Regions from separate parts of the Zea mays genome. Here regions 2 and 3 are each linked to region 1. Evidence: chromatin contacts called from public Hi-C data. All regions are on one chromosome and are shown on one strand. The core of a region is the stretch at or near the end of the contact, and the rest is flanking DNA. Distances in the headings are between cores, read along the strand shown.

What was found. A called contact is a pair of places that touch in the nucleus more often than the background predicts.
Region 2: a contact with region 1 is called in a Hi-C map of ear, with 4 times the contacts expected there. The contact joins the promoter of LOC100282056 here to the promoter of LOC100193911 in region 1. A contact is called at or near these places in 2 of 25 Hi-C or Micro-C datasets (ear and tassel).
Region 3: a contact with region 1 is called in a Hi-C map of ear, with 3 times the contacts expected there. The contact joins the promoter of LOC100282195 here to the promoter of LOC100193911 in region 1. A contact is called at or near these places in 5 of 25 Hi-C or Micro-C datasets (bundle sheath, ear, leaf and 2 more).

What each region holds. Positions count from the first base shown.
Region 1 is chr3:61,251,018-61,255,966 of Zm-B73-REFERENCE-NAM-5.0, reverse strand. It overlaps LOC100193911 (Golgi apparatus membrane protein-like protein ECHIDNA), which reads right to left and starts at 2,504. Exons shown (of 6, transcript NM_001138983.1): 1 at 2,327-2,504; 2 at 2,073-2,129; 3 at 1,786-1,989; 4 at 1,631-1,690. The coding sequence starts at 2,341.
Region 2 is chr3:60,368,627-60,373,575 of Zm-B73-REFERENCE-NAM-5.0, reverse strand. LOC100282056 reads right to left here and starts at 2,727. Exons shown (of 7, transcript NM_001371820.1): 1 at 2,418-2,727; 2 at 1,567-1,666. The coding sequence starts at 2,668. It overlaps LOC100282347 (craniofacial development protein 1), which reads right to left. Exons shown (of 6, transcript NM_001155259.1): 4 at 4,430-4,554; 5 at 4,136-4,315; 6 at 3,132-3,795. The coding sequence ends at 3,427.
Region 3 is chr3:61,800,100-61,805,048 of Zm-B73-REFERENCE-NAM-5.0, reverse strand. LOC100282195 reads right to left here and starts at 2,571. Exons shown (of 10, transcript NM_001155107.2): 1 at 1,914-2,571; 2 at 1,691-1,798; 3 at 1,487-1,582; 4 at 1,292-1,384; 5 at 991-1,076; 6 at 596-877; 7 at 359-501; 8 at 61-156. The coding sequence starts at 2,247.

The DNA.
Region 1 (4,949 bases), core at 1,255-3,754:
CATTGTAGGTTCAACTATTTCTTTGTCTAAGAGCATCTCCAACAATGCCTCAAATTGGTGCCTTAAATTGAAATATGAGACTCTACACAGAAAAAACTACAACAACAGTGACTCAATTCATAAATTTTGGTCAAAAAAATTATAGGGCACCCTCTCAAGTGCCTCAAATATACTACACCGTAGTGTGCTGCCCTATAATCTAGATTTGAGGCTTTACTGTTGGAACAAGATGTTTTGTTGGTGCCCTAAATTCTATAAAATATACTCATTTTTAAATTATAGGACATTTTTATAGGTCACGTTGTTGGAGATGCTTTAACTAGCAGGATATAAAAACTATAGAAATGCCCCAAACTTTCATTTCCCAGTATAATAGATCAGCATCCACATTGGCTCAGGTCTAACCCCCCCTCTTGATAGACCATGCCAGTGCAATAATACACTTGTGCTTTTGCCACAACTTGATAGAAAAGGTTTAACCAGGAGTTACTAGTTATTATGATATGAATATCTCAGTTTAATCATGGTCATGGGAACTGGATGTATGGCCCATTAGGACAACTTCTCAAAACCACAGTTTGCCATGCTACCTCATTTAATTCATGTTACATTCCATCCATTGCAATTATATATCAAGGAAACATTAATTTTCACATTTTTTCAATCTACAGTTTGTATATGAAAGAAGAGTTAAATGTACAGCTGGTTTAGCAGCATGCATGGAAAACATCCACATATTGATACTATATTAAATACTCTGCTCGTTTTTGAATGGTTATCCCACAGGATACAGGTACAGAGAAATATATTCAACTGAAGACATGTATCTAATACTATGAGTTGATCACACATCTGTGCACACCTAGATTCAGCCCCTTTTCCTGGTGAAGGGTAACTTCAGGGGTACCAACACTAAAAAAACTTGATCTGCGGGGATAAGACAGCCCCCGGGCATTATATTAAGAAGACCTCATGCAGGTCGAGAAAACCCCTGAACCCCTGCCCCACTCATACACAGCGGCACCGTAGCCCATGTGAAAAACGACCAAGACCGGGACCGGGCCTTAGACTTGTGCTTTGGCGTGGAACAGACGAGAGGATTTTTTTAACCACAGCCTGAAATTCGCTCCCATGGGGAGTCAAAGTCAGGACCTAAGGAGTGCTACTCAGACCACCTAACCAACTCAGCTAGAGACCCTTTCGCGGTATCAACACTCAAAGGAAATAAAGTTTACAATAACCACACACTTACAAAATTACAACCAACGTCTCCCAGAATTCCTATGAGCCTATGCATTCATATCCATTTTAATAACAGCAGCAAGTAAGAAATGCATGTAGTGCCTTATAGTTTATATACATGAGTAATTGTCAATACTCTCACTAACTCTATGTGGAGGAATCTTGCATGCTTCTACTGAGTTCATAGAATTCCTTGTAGGTGGGTGTTATTTTACATAGGCTCCTCATCTCATTGTTACTTCCCTAAGAAACTAACTGCATGTCGTCTGAGTATACTAGTATAGATGTACATTCAGCAATACTTCAAGCAACATGAAACTTCTAATAGTACTACTTATTATTCCTACCAGAATATATAATAATAAATAGTGGCCTCTACAGCACTTACAGCCAGATATAGAGTCCACCAGAACAGCCATGAGTCCTTCTTATTCATCCTAGCCAGGGACTGCAACAAAAGGGCTAATTGAATATTTTGTGTGCACAGCTGGACCAAAACAGGCAAAAAAGGAAAAACAAGAATGTAAATTGCCAAATTCAAACCTCTCCATCAAGGCACTCAAACTTCCAGACACTCTCTCCCTCATCGTTAATCTCATTCCACCACCGCAGCCCAACCAGTATCCTTCCGCTGACATTCTTCACGACCCAGAAGTCAAGTGCTGCGAGGAGCACAGTGATGACAAAGATGATGACGAAGTTGTTCACGAACAGTGTGGACAGTATGTAGAACGCCAATGCCGATGCCTTCAGGGAGAAACAATCAGAATCAGCTAAAACCTAACCACAGTTCTGGTGCATATAAGATCAGAAACTGTAGCCATGTGTACCTTGAAGAGAACATGGAAGAAGCATGTCTTAGGATTTGCGTAGTTCTCGGTAACCTCCTGCAACAGGGCGGATCCAGTGAAGAACAACATGGGTGTACACATTCACACACGATAATTTTTGCAACAAAACAAAAGAAATGTTATGCATGATACTACATGATATAACAGATCCGAATGTAAATAGCTTCAGTTAGGGTTTGGGCGCTCAGTTTCGCACAGAAGGAATGGAAGACAAGAGAAGAGGTATGGGGTACCTGTTGGGTGCTCATCGCCGGCGAAGGGCCCGGCGACAACCTGGCACCTGGCGGCGGGGGCGCCGGGGCGGCAGCGATCGCCCAGTCGTCGCAACGAGAAGAGAGACGCGGGGGCAACGCGAGAACCTGGCGAGCGTGGCGACTAGCGAGTAGCGAGGGAGCGTAATCGGGGAAGGCAAAGCGGAGCAAAAAATGCAAGGCCTGCAGGGAGTCCAGTCCGGCCCTGCCGTTTTGACAGGAAGTATCGGGTCGGGCCAAGAAACACTTCGACACTTTTTGGCCGGCCCGAACTCGACTGTAGCGTGGCATCAGCAAGTGCAAGTATTTTGGGCTGCCTTTAGCCCTTTACCCATCCATCCGAAGTGTTGAGTTAGTTGTTTCTCAAGTTTCAAAACAAACTATTCAGTTGACCGTGCATTGCGACGGCTCATAATAACATTTATATAACATATCCACTAAAAAGATTTCAAGGTTTTTTATTGATTGACTCTGCTCTTCGCATAATAATTTTTATGAACGCACGGTATCGGGTACCGTAATTAAGGGTACCCCCAACACTCCTAAACACGGTTGGTAACCACCATCGGCACAAACCGTAAAGGCTGATGGGCACGGTTCAGATTAAGGCTTCGTCTACTCAAGGGACGTGATTTCGCCTCGCCCGAGCCCAGCCTCGGGCGGGAACTGTAGTCCCAGACGAATTCTCGCCTCGCCCGAGGGCCTCCTCAAGCAACGGGCGCACCCTCGACTCGCCCAAACCCCAGCTCGAGCAGGCTTCGTCGAGAAGCAACTTTGGCCAAATCGCCCCTCCAACCGACCGTATCGCAGGCGCATTCAATGCGAAGATCGCCTGACACCTTATCCTGACACACGTGCCTCAGTCGGCAGGGTCGAAGTGACCGCAGTCACTTCGCCCTTCCACTGACCGACCTGACAGGAAAACAGCGTCGCCTGCCCCGCTCCGACTGTTGTGCCACCCGCCAGGGTGAGGCTGACAACAGCCAAGGCGCAACAGGAAGCTCCGTCTCGCCCGACCTTGGGCCTCGGCCTCGGACGGTGGTCTCCGCCTCGCCTGACCCTAGGGCTCGGCCTCAACCTCGACCTCGGAGGAATCGCGTCCTCGCCCGACCCCGGCCTCGGCCTCAGGAGGAGTCTCCGCCTCGCCCGACCTTGAGCTCGGACCGACCACGCTACGGGGGATACATCATTACCCTACCCCTAGCTAGCTCAGGCTACGGGGGAACAAGACCGGCGTCCCATCCAGGCTCGCCCCGGTAACAAGTAATGATGGCTCCCCGCGTGCGTCCATGACGACGGTGGTTCTCAGCCCTCTACGGAAGCAAGGAGACGTCAGCAAGATCCCAGCAGCCCTGACAGCTGTGCTTCTATAGGGCTCAAGCGCTCCTCCGACGGCCACGTTACCGCGTACACAGGGCTCTAGCACCTCTCCGACAGCCACGTTGGCATGTACACAGGGCTCAGGCACCTCTCTGTCGGACACGTTAGTGAAAGGGAAATGTGCCCTTGGGCTATTTCTAAGTATTTTGGTGATCAAGTGCCAACACAAATGGTTTAAGTATGAAACTATGCCAAATGGTGGAAGAAGTGCAAATCAACACAAAGGTATGATTCTAGACTTAGTACATTGGTTTTTGTGTACTAACATATGTGTCTAAGTGCTAGAATCAGAGAAAAGACAAAAGGAAAAAAGAGTTGGCTGTGTACAGCCAACTACTATTCAGTCTGGGTGCACCGGACTGTCCGGTGCGCCAGGCTGGCTCTGGTGAAAAGGCCGCTCTCGGGATTTCATCGGCGGCGTACGGCTAAAAATCACCGAACTGTCCGGTGAGCCAACGGTCGACTGCGCCAACGGTCGGCCGCGCAATCCGCGCGTGAGCGTAGCCGAGCCCACTGTCTGATGGGGGCACCGGACTGTCCGGTGCGCCAACGGCTCCAAATCTTCAATGGTCGGCTGCGCCAGAATAGGAAAGAAATCAGCACCGGACAGTGTCCGGTGGTGCACCGGACTGTCCGGTGCACCACCCGACACAAGGCAAGGATAGTCTTCCTGAATTGCTCTCAACGGCTCCTAGCTGCCTTGGGGCTATAAAAGGGACCCCTAGGCACATGGAGGAGTACACCAAGCATACTTTGAGCATTCTTGATCATTCACACTCCGTCTTTGCGCACTCGATTGACATTCTTAGTGATTTGAGCTCCGTTCTAGTGGTGAACTTTGTGCTATTCATTTGAGCTCAAGTCTTGGTTGTGTGTGTGCGTTTTGCTGTGGATTTGTGTGTGTTGCTTCCTTCCCTTACTCTAGTGCTTTCACTTTGATCCTTATTGTAAGGGCGAGAGACTCTAAGTTGTGGAGATTCCTCACAAATGGGAAAAGAGTAAAGAAAGAAGAACATCATGGTATTCAAGTTGATCATTGGATCACTTGAGAGGAGTTGAGTGCAACTCTCGTCCATTGGGACGCCACAACGTGGAATAGGCAAGTGTTATACTTGGCCGAACCACGGGATAAATCCTCGTGTCTCTTGTGTTTGTTCTCACTGTGTCTATTGTGTTTCACAAGAGCTCTCCTTAGCCACTTCATTTCATTGTGCTAACTCTTAAT
Region 2 (4,949 bases), core at 1,478-3,977, 880 kb after region 1:
AAACTGCATCTCGGACGGGACTGCAGCAATGAGGGCATCCAGCGCCCGCCGATCCTCGTGGTAGTCGACGTCGCCGTACCGAACTGCTTCCCACATGTGGCGAACCTGGAGCCGTACCCTCATCACCGCGGCCCACTCGACGTAGTTGGTCTTGGTGAGGGTAGGCCACCCACCGCCGGGACCGATGTCCCTAACAATGGCCTGGGCCATGCGGCGACCATGGTACCGATCCGGGGAAGGAGAGTCGCGCCGCCTGTAGAGGCCGCGATCTCCGTCGACTCGGTCGTCGCCGCCGGGAGCACCGCCGGCGCATCTACGCCCGGCTGGGCTGCCGCCGCGTGCGCCCTCGCCCGGAGCCCCGTCAGCGCGTCGGCGCCTATCTGGGCTGCCGCCACGCGTGCCCCCATGGGGATGCGCGGCTGCCCACTGTGCCGCCTGCTCTCGCGCTGCTTCCCTCGCCAGCCTAAGCTCTTCATCGGTGTTGTCGTCGACAGAAGCAGAGCTGCCAGCTCTACTGCCGCGCAGAACCTCAAGCTCTGCTGCCGCCGCACGTGCATCATCCGCCGCCTCCGCTGCTTCTACTTCCGCTCTCGCTGCTGCCAGTTCCGCTGCCGCCAGCCGTGCTGCCCTCGCCGCTGCTGCTCGCTCTCGTTCTTGTGTCGCGGCGACCTCGGCTTCCTGCTGGCGCCGGGCACTCGAAGTGACCGAGCGTAGGGACATGGTGGGCTAGTGAGGGGTCGCTGCGTGTGGAAGAGGCTATCTCAGACGAAAGGTTGCTCGTCTGATCAGGAGAGGAAGGAACAGTTGAAGCTCTTGCTGCCGACTGAGTGTGGGGAGAGGCGCGGGAAGGAGATGAGCAAGAGATGTTTAGGCTGCAGGATAGTTTGGCTCTGATACCAATTGCAAGTAGAGGGACTTTAACTCTCATCAAGAGGATGACACTATGAGTTGGGCAATTTTTCTGTTTATTTCCTCAAACACTACAGAATGTCATACCCATGTAAGGGTTGGAGACCCATATTTATAGCCCTAGAGGCTGCACTACCACACCTTCTCACACACACTACACAACAGGATTGTCCTCTAGATGCTAAAGAGACTACAAAGGACAGTCAAAAGCGACTGTTGTCCTCTAGATGCTAAAGAGACTACAGAGGACAGTCAAAAAGCGACTGATGTCCTCTAGATGCTAAAGAGACTACAGAGGACAGTTAAGCTGTCCTCTAGATGCTAAAGGATTACAGAGGACAGTCAAAAGCGACTGCTGTCCTCTAGATGCTCAAGACTTATTCCATGATACCCAATGCCTCTGCGCAAGCATACCCTTGCATTTATGATCATATCTGATCAGACAATATTGCATGTAGTACGAGAAGGAAAAATCCCTATAGCTGCTTTGATGAGTAGGGGCACAAATGCATCTCCCTAAAAATGTCAAAACAGTGATTTTGTCTAAACTTTCACCGCAAATGCACCCAAGAGGCAAGAGTACCCTATACCCCTCTAGTTTGCTCTAGCTTCACCACTGAGAAATAAGGGTAGTATTTACTACATCTTGACAATTACCTTGACAGACGAGATGAATGGCATCCACTGAGGAATACTCTCCCGTTCTGAGTAACACTGATAGGCCACCGAGCATGGAACATCAACTTCAAGCTCGGTACTGTTCCTTGAAGGCAACAATCAGTCACATAATCATAATTAGGGAAAAATTGATGAATGAACAGAATATATGAAACGTTAAGCAGGTAAGTTCAGCAAGCCATTCACTGGTGATGCCGTTTGCTGATGTTTTCAAATACAAGGAGACTCTGGTACGAGTTTACTGTTTTTGGAGGATTTTTATCAAGACTCATGCACAATCCAGTACTCAGCAGTCACCTATAACTATAAAAGCAAGGTACAATATGGTCGGATTTATAAGCCTTGGCCATTGCAAGTACATACAGATCAACATTTATAGCACTAATTAGCATACTTGGAGGGTTTTCTGGGTGTCACATATATGGAATCTGGTATAAGAATCATCCACAACCTGGGCCCTACAAAATCCAGTCTTATCCAATGCAAACCAGCATTTCTTGTGTCCGCCATGAGAAATACTCATCGGGATATTACACAAGCTCTTCATCACTCAATGGACCACCGTTCGGAGACGTCAATACTACATTTCACCCGAATTCCCAGTTTGTGCCCATTATAAAATTCATTGGGCAAATAACTCGACTCCCCTTCAAGCAAACATTGGCTTCTGATCAACAAGCAAAGTAGTTCAATCATCTAGGGAAAAGGGGAAATTTCTCCAAGCGAATCAGTACGCGGTAACAATGGGTGGCACAGGTCAAAACTAGGCTATACCAAATCAACCGAGAAACTCGAGCACCTAGGAAGAAGAAGAAGAAGAGGAAACGTACGTGCACTCCTGCCAGTCCATGGCCACAGGGGAGAACAAGGCAGGCCTTGCGCTTGCTCTTGCCCTTGCCCTGCTGCTGACGCTGCTCGCCTTCCCCTCCCATCTTCGCCTCATCCACCACCGGCTGCTGCTGACGCACAGCACCTTGCTCTGCGATAGCCTCAGGGCCAGCGACGGAGAGGACGGGACGACCGCCTCGAGGCTCACCTTCCCGGCGCCTGGGTGGTAGTACAACGCGGCTCCTGCGGCCATGGCTGCTCTCCGTCGTCTCTCTTCTGTGACCGCGTGCTCCGCGCGCGGTTGTAATGTACTCCTGCTCTCCTAGTCTCCCCTACAGTTATATGGTTGGGCAGCCGCTGTCTCCCGGCGACCACAAGAATAATATTCAATGGGCCTATTGGCTATTCATTAGCTGCATAGAGCACTTGGCTGGCGCCTCGGCCCGAGTTTTCAGGTTCCACTAAACTGACTGATCAGTGATCTGATCACTGATGCGAGCAGCTTTGGCGTACTAGCGAAAGCACGGACACTCGTTCTTATCGTCAGGCCGGCTCATGGACACTATCGACGTCTGCCGCATCTTGTCATCCACTCACTGATTCACATGACGGATGATCAACAGATAAAATTATTCAACACATCGAAAGCACGGTCGTTCATTTTTCTTATGCCAAAATATATAGAAAGGAAATCTTACTGTTTGACCAAATCATCTATGGTATTCTAACCAACATCATTAGTTTTTCGAGCTTTCAGAGCTTAGTGCTGCTGGTTCGTCAAAGTTTCCCGGTTTCAGAAATATCCAATCATGACTGCATTTTATGCAGCTCAGAAATGTTTGCCAAAACCACCAGATGCAATTTACGCACATGCACGGTGCATCTTTGTAAATTATAATCAGCACATTATAATTCTAAAAAAGAAGATTTAACGGGGCTGGAAGGCATTGACAATTTAGTGTCTACCATTATCTCGAAAGAATGTCTACAACGGAGTTACAGGGAAACATTTCAGTCCTCCCGCGTATCTGTCCTCCGCTTGGCCATCATTGACAGCCGGGCATCCCGCTCGCGCTCAAACTCGCGGTAATCGGTTCGCTGCAGAAATGATTGCTTGTCAAGGTACTGGTTCGAGCTCTTCTTGTAGGCGTCCAGCTCTTCCCCCAAGCCCCGGTTCTCTTCCTTGTACTCTCCCCAGTCTTTCTTCGTCTTGTCCAGGACGCTCAGCTTCTGCTTCTTCCGTATTTGCTCTAGGATGTTATCGACAGCTGATGGGGCGGCACCACCTGCCCTGGCCTTCTCGATTGCCTCCTTTGAATTAGCATCAACCAGTTTCTTGATTTCGATGTCCTTCCCAGCAAAGTCCCTTACCTCAGTGATCTGTTGGATCGTGTGAAGAGTACCAGTTGTTCAGCATTCTGATATTAAAGCTTACAAACATATTGCAAAAGCAGTCGAGCTTTGCCATCTATATCCAGAACTATAATTCCAGGGAGTGACCACGTTTTTGTGCTACTATTTTTTTTATGTTTAAAAATTTTATGAAACCAGTCGCAGTAAAAATTATTTAAATAAAATGAACATGAAAATGCACTAGACATGCAAAAAGAGTCCAGCTACATATAAACCATTTTCTGTTACAATTTTTTAGCAAGTTTTATTTTACATTATGTAATAATAACAAAAATAAAGGCTTCGTGATGCTGACAGTTTGGATTACCTCCACTTTCCCTCGTCCAGATGCCACAGCAGCAGCATTTTTGGCAGCTGCAAGGGCCTTGGCTGCAAGTTTTTTAGCATCCTCGCTCATTTCATGTTGTGTCTGTTGTAGCCCATTTTTGGATCCTTGATCGACACTATGTGCCTTGCTTGGTGAAAGGCCTAGAACAGTCATCCAATTCTACAGAAAAGAATATATATCCCAAAAGGTAAAGAGAACTGTAAAAAATCCAATCAGCAGATATTTCACAAGGCGACCTAAATGCTGCTAAGTTCATAAACAACTATTACTCACATTTGTTGGTTTATTTTTCTTTTGTTTTTCTGTTGTACTGAGCTTTGTCATTGCAGGTTTGGGCATCTTATTAGGAAAACCACTGTTCATTTTCTTCCAAATGTCCTCCACACGTGATTTTGCATCTACAAGGAAAAGAAGTATTTGTTAATATACTAATTAAAGGATGTGCATCATGCATAACTGCATAATAAGGATCAAAAACACGCATGACATGTAACACTATGATGTCTAGAACTAAAAATATGGTGCATGTGTATCACAAGTTCATTTATTTATCACATATGTGGATATGCCAACTTGAGCGAACAGGTATCCTGTACAAGCTCATGTATGTTAATGCAGAAATAATGTAGATTTCATTTTCCTTCCAGATGTCCCTAAAAATGTTTTCCTATATACCATAATTGAAACATCACTAGGAAAATAAGATACATACTAAACTTAGAGTAAGGTGGACCAGGTTTGCCCTTCTGGCATGGCTGAGTCTGGCAAAGGCAAAGCTATGGATGCTCCCCTG
Region 3 (4,949 bases), core at 1,322-3,821, 550 kb before region 1:
GGATAAGTCAGAACAAGGTGCAGTCTTTATTTACCAATAGGAGGACAGAGAAATCATTACCTGTAGAGCCACACTCTCAGTCCTGCTTTGATGAGCTTAGAGTAGATTGGTAAGACAGAAAGCACCGAGAAATTGTATGACCTCAAAATTGAATCACTGCACGGTACACGAAAATGAAATTACAAAAAAAAAGTCAGATTCACATTATTCATGTCGCCTATCTCTGCCGAATTTCTCCTAATAAACTGTATAAAGTAAAACCATGCCATCCCTTTCCCAATTACTACACTGTTCACTTTTCAATCAAATACGAGTACAATTTAAAATCATTTTTCACAACAGTTTGAGGCTGATTCACCTGCAAACTTCCCATTTCCGAGCTCCACTGGCATTCGCATGGAATGCCGTCTGCACACCTGCATCGTTGAAGTACTTTTCCGCGTTCGAAGAGTAGCACGGGTCATATCCGGAGAACATCCTGATCCTTCGCCTGAAATGTTCCTACCACGTAAGAACAAAAAAAAAACGTCAGGAGTTGAGAAACCAGAACAGAGCGTGCACATCGAGCTGACACTGACAGCCGCTCACGGCTCACCTGTCTGTTGGCTACGACTGCCTTGTCAACAGCAAGTGCAAGTGCAGCTGACGACGGAGGGAGGTTGCATCTGGGCGCGTAGATGTTGTAGATGTCGATCTCCTGGTACTGGCTGAACACGGCGCTCATCGCTGTATCGCAGTCATCGGTCCAGTTTGAGACCCTGAAGTCGCAGACCTTCTTGATGCGCTCGTAAACTTCGTCTGACACTACTGAGTGGCTCCAAGCATATTCAGCCAGCCCCTTTGAGTCGTAGTAGTCGTCAGTTAGTGGATTACCGACCTGTATTGGGACAACCCAAGATGTTAAAAATAGGCTGTTTTGTCAGCGTCACAGATCGAGCGACTTTCACCAAACAGTTGGTGTGTCAAAGGATGCTTTCTCTAGATTCTCACCATGAAACCTTTAAGGTTGATGTGTGTGTTGGTGTTGCCCTTGTTCCTGTCATAGACAAGTTCAGCAAGTTGTGGCACATAGTGACCTGCATTCATTCAGAATTCTTTATGACTGATGGGCTGAGAAAAAGAAGGATATCATGGGCTCATGGCCAGTGGGCTTGCTAATATTCCATGCAACCTCTAACGGTGTTGACAATCAGGAAACTATGTTTCGTTATGTGCAAAAATCATATACTACATCGTTCTTTGTTGGCAATCAGGAAACAATTATTGGTAAGCTCATCATGGCATGAATTACCTGCGTAGCTCTCCCCGGAGATATAAAATTCGTGGCTCCTATACTGCGGAAACCTTTTGAGCCAATTTACTAGGAAGCTGTATGCATCTTCAGCTGCAAAAGTGAAAACAAAAATGACACCACGCACGCATCTTAAAACATTTCTAAAACAATGATGCAGTGAACACATTACTCTCTAAAGAACACTGAAACTACCTACGAAAGCATCATCCAGTTTGGTGAGGTCGGATGATGTGTTGGTGTAGGAGAAGCCAACCCCAGCAGGAGACTCTAGGAAGAGCAAGTTGGCCTCTGGCAAGAGCAGTGGAAGGTGCAGCAAAGGAGGGGTCAGTTTCACTTGGTTATATTGCGCTCTTCTTTAGCCAGCCAAAAAAAGAGAGGAGAAATTGGTGCAGGCACCTTTGTTCCACGCAAAATTGTTGAACTCAAGCCCTGCCCCGTGTCTGTTGACTCTGAGAGGCCCCAACTCAGAAGCAGCTCCGTACCCAACGGACGAGCAACCAGGTCCTGCATGTTATGCAGAAATATTAGTATTATTAACTTTCCTGAAGAATGCAGAAAACATTTCGTAGGACAATTCAATGTAATTGATCAGGGTTTTCTAAGAGTGGAAGGCAAGAACCTCCATTGAGCCAGAGTAGGAGAGGCTTGTGCGCCGGCGACGTCTGGGCCTCGAAGAACCAGTAGAAGAGCGCCCTCCCGTTGCGCTCGTTCACGGTGACGTACCCGGCGAACTGCGACACCGGAGGGCTCCTCGGCTGCCCGGGGAGGAACGCCACCCGGTCGGCCTCGTGCTCGTTGTTGTAACCGTAATCCACCGTCGTCGTCGCCGCCGCGTCGTCGTAGCACCACGAGCTCTGGAAGAGAGCGAGGAGGAGAACAGCGGAGCTGAACCGCTGGCGCTTGGCCGAGGAGGACGACGTCCGGGCAACAAGACGCCCTGCCATTGTCGCCATATGCGCGAGTATGTGAGGCCGTGGTTCGATCTTGTTCCGTGCTCACTGCTCAGCAGACGGTACAAGGCGAAGAAGAGGAGAAGGCGACAGATCGAGAGAGGCACGTGCAGCGCCACTGTGCGAAGGATCAGAAAACGGGGCTGGCTTCGTTCTCGGCCTCTAGCTAGCAAACAGCCAAGAAGGTAGAAGGGGCTCACAGCCACAGCTAGGCAGCTCGAGCCGTGTAACAGTGAGGTCATGTGAAGCGGATGGCGCCTGCCATTGGCGGTGGAGGTGGCCGGGGAACGGCGTCGGAAGGATCACGGCAGGCACGGGTTGTTGGGGGGATTGGGTGGTGTTGCCGCATGTGAGCCGCCGGCCGGATAACATAAACGATTTTTATTTGCTGCCGCTGCACTCTAGCGGTCTAGCCGAGGGAATCTTCCACTGACGGCTGCCTGCAACTGCGTGACCGTAGTCAGTAAAGTATCCTTGAAATGGTCGCAGTAGCAGCTCCCAAGGATCAAGATTTGGTTTCATTTCATTTTCGTTGAGGGCATTCTTGGCTAGGCGTGGCCGGGTCGACGACGGACTTTGGCAGGCACCCCAGAACGGAACCTGCCAAAAATAAATTTGCAGCGGCGCGATATGGCCCGTGGACGTCGTGTTCCTTTGGGCCTCGTCATGGGCTAATGTTATAAAATATACAGACTAATACTAATAAACATGAGTTGAATGCAGAGGCGGATCCATAGGGGGCAAAGTGGGTCATGGCCCTCTCTCAATTTTGTACACCCTTTTATGTATAATGATTATTTAGTATTAAGTGTAGAAAAAAATCAAAGTTTTAAATAGTTTAAAGTCTTTCTAAATCTCTAAAACTAATAGCTAGTTACTAAAATTAGTCGAAAGGTTTAGAATGGATCAACTAATTGTTAGCTATAGCCCTTAAATAAGTATTAGTTGTTAGATGCCCCAACCTAGCTAAAACTAGTTAACAGTTAGCTCTAGAGGTTTAGAACATGGCATAAAACAACCATGTTATGAGCCTGCTCGCCGGATCCTCTCGGTCCAGTCCTTGCATCTACCAGTCTAACTCTAATCTTCCCGACACCACCTAAACCAGTCTGCTCGCTGCCCCGTTTCCGCCACCGACCCATTCCCGATGCGACGTCACCCGACTTCGCCCCTTCCTACCGCCTCCGTCCCTTTCTGTTTTTACCGTGACGTCAATCCGCTCGACAAGCTATATCTCGCTCGTCGCAACGATATGACTTGTCCCATGCGGTCGACGGACTAGAAAATCATGTCTCTCATGTGGTCTTTTTGGCCCCCCTGAATTTTGGTCCTACGTCCGCCACTGTTTGAATGCACTAAATCTAATAATTAGGCTTCATTTGGTACACCTCCAGCCCTCTAAAACTGACTTTGGCTCTGACTTCTTTTGAAGAACAACTCTATAGAAGCCAGTGTTTTTTTAATAAATCATTTGGCAAAATGACTCCTCTAAACGTGAGAGAAGGGGAGTGAGAGGAGGAGCCGCTAGGAGCCAATTTTTTGGCTTTGGCTCCTCTCTATAAAAATGGCTTCGACTTCTCCGTGCTCTTTGTTGGCAGCTCTTTTTTTAGACCGTTTGGGAAGGCTCATCCAAGAGCCAGAGCTGGAGCCGGTTTGGGAGCCCTCCGCCCAAACAGGCCCTTAGTTGGCTAAAAATTGCTAATAGAATTAGATAGCTAACAAATAACTAGCTAACTATTAGCTAATTTACTAAAATAGCTAATAGCTAAAGTATTAGCTAGGTTGTTTGGATGCCTGTAGCTAATTATTAACCAAGTTAGCATACATGTTAGATCGTTACCACTAGACGTATAGCATGTTTGAACAAGAATGTGTCGATGTAGTAGTAGTCTGACATCCTCGCATATCACCACTAGCAGCACGTTCATCCGTCCTCCTTAACACCTTAGCAACAGTAGTGGTATCTCTATGGTATCCACAAGTGTGTAGATAAAACACCACGACATCAGTGTGCTAGCACCGCATTCGCAGTAAGAGAAATGGTGACGACATCTTGAGCATCCAAAACCCTAGGGAGAAGCCGCGACAATTGCTTCTTGAGTGCCCACAAGAGAGGCGTCGCCGACTTCTTAAGCACCAGCAATAGTAGGAAGAGAGGCGAGAGGTGACTTATATGATCTCTTAAGCATGTCAACCCCTTTATATATTATTTATTATATATCTATATCTATATATATAATATATATATATATATAGACTCTTGCTAATGGGCTTTTACCCTAAAGCCTCACAAGTGTTCTCATGGATCGTAATTGCCAATTGAGCATATATTCAACAATCTTCCACTTCACTAGTGCTAATAATTTGTGCAATTGTTCCAACCTTTTTAAGTGTGTGAACTGTTAGGTTCATATGTGGACGGCTATAACCGAAAAACCATTTTCTAGCCATTAGTCAATAGCAGCACCTAGCAACATATATTGGATCTCGTGTACACATAAAAGATTATATCAGTTGAACCTTGATATACACATATCTTGACCCTTTTGCCACACGATATCCGTCAAACTAAAAGACGAGATTTTTACGACCCATGTAATAGCTCAATATTTCACTCAGTCGTATAGTGGATGAAAACTTATGACTAACTCTTTAGTCATATCATAATTACTCTTTAATTGTATTGACATAGACATGCACTTTCT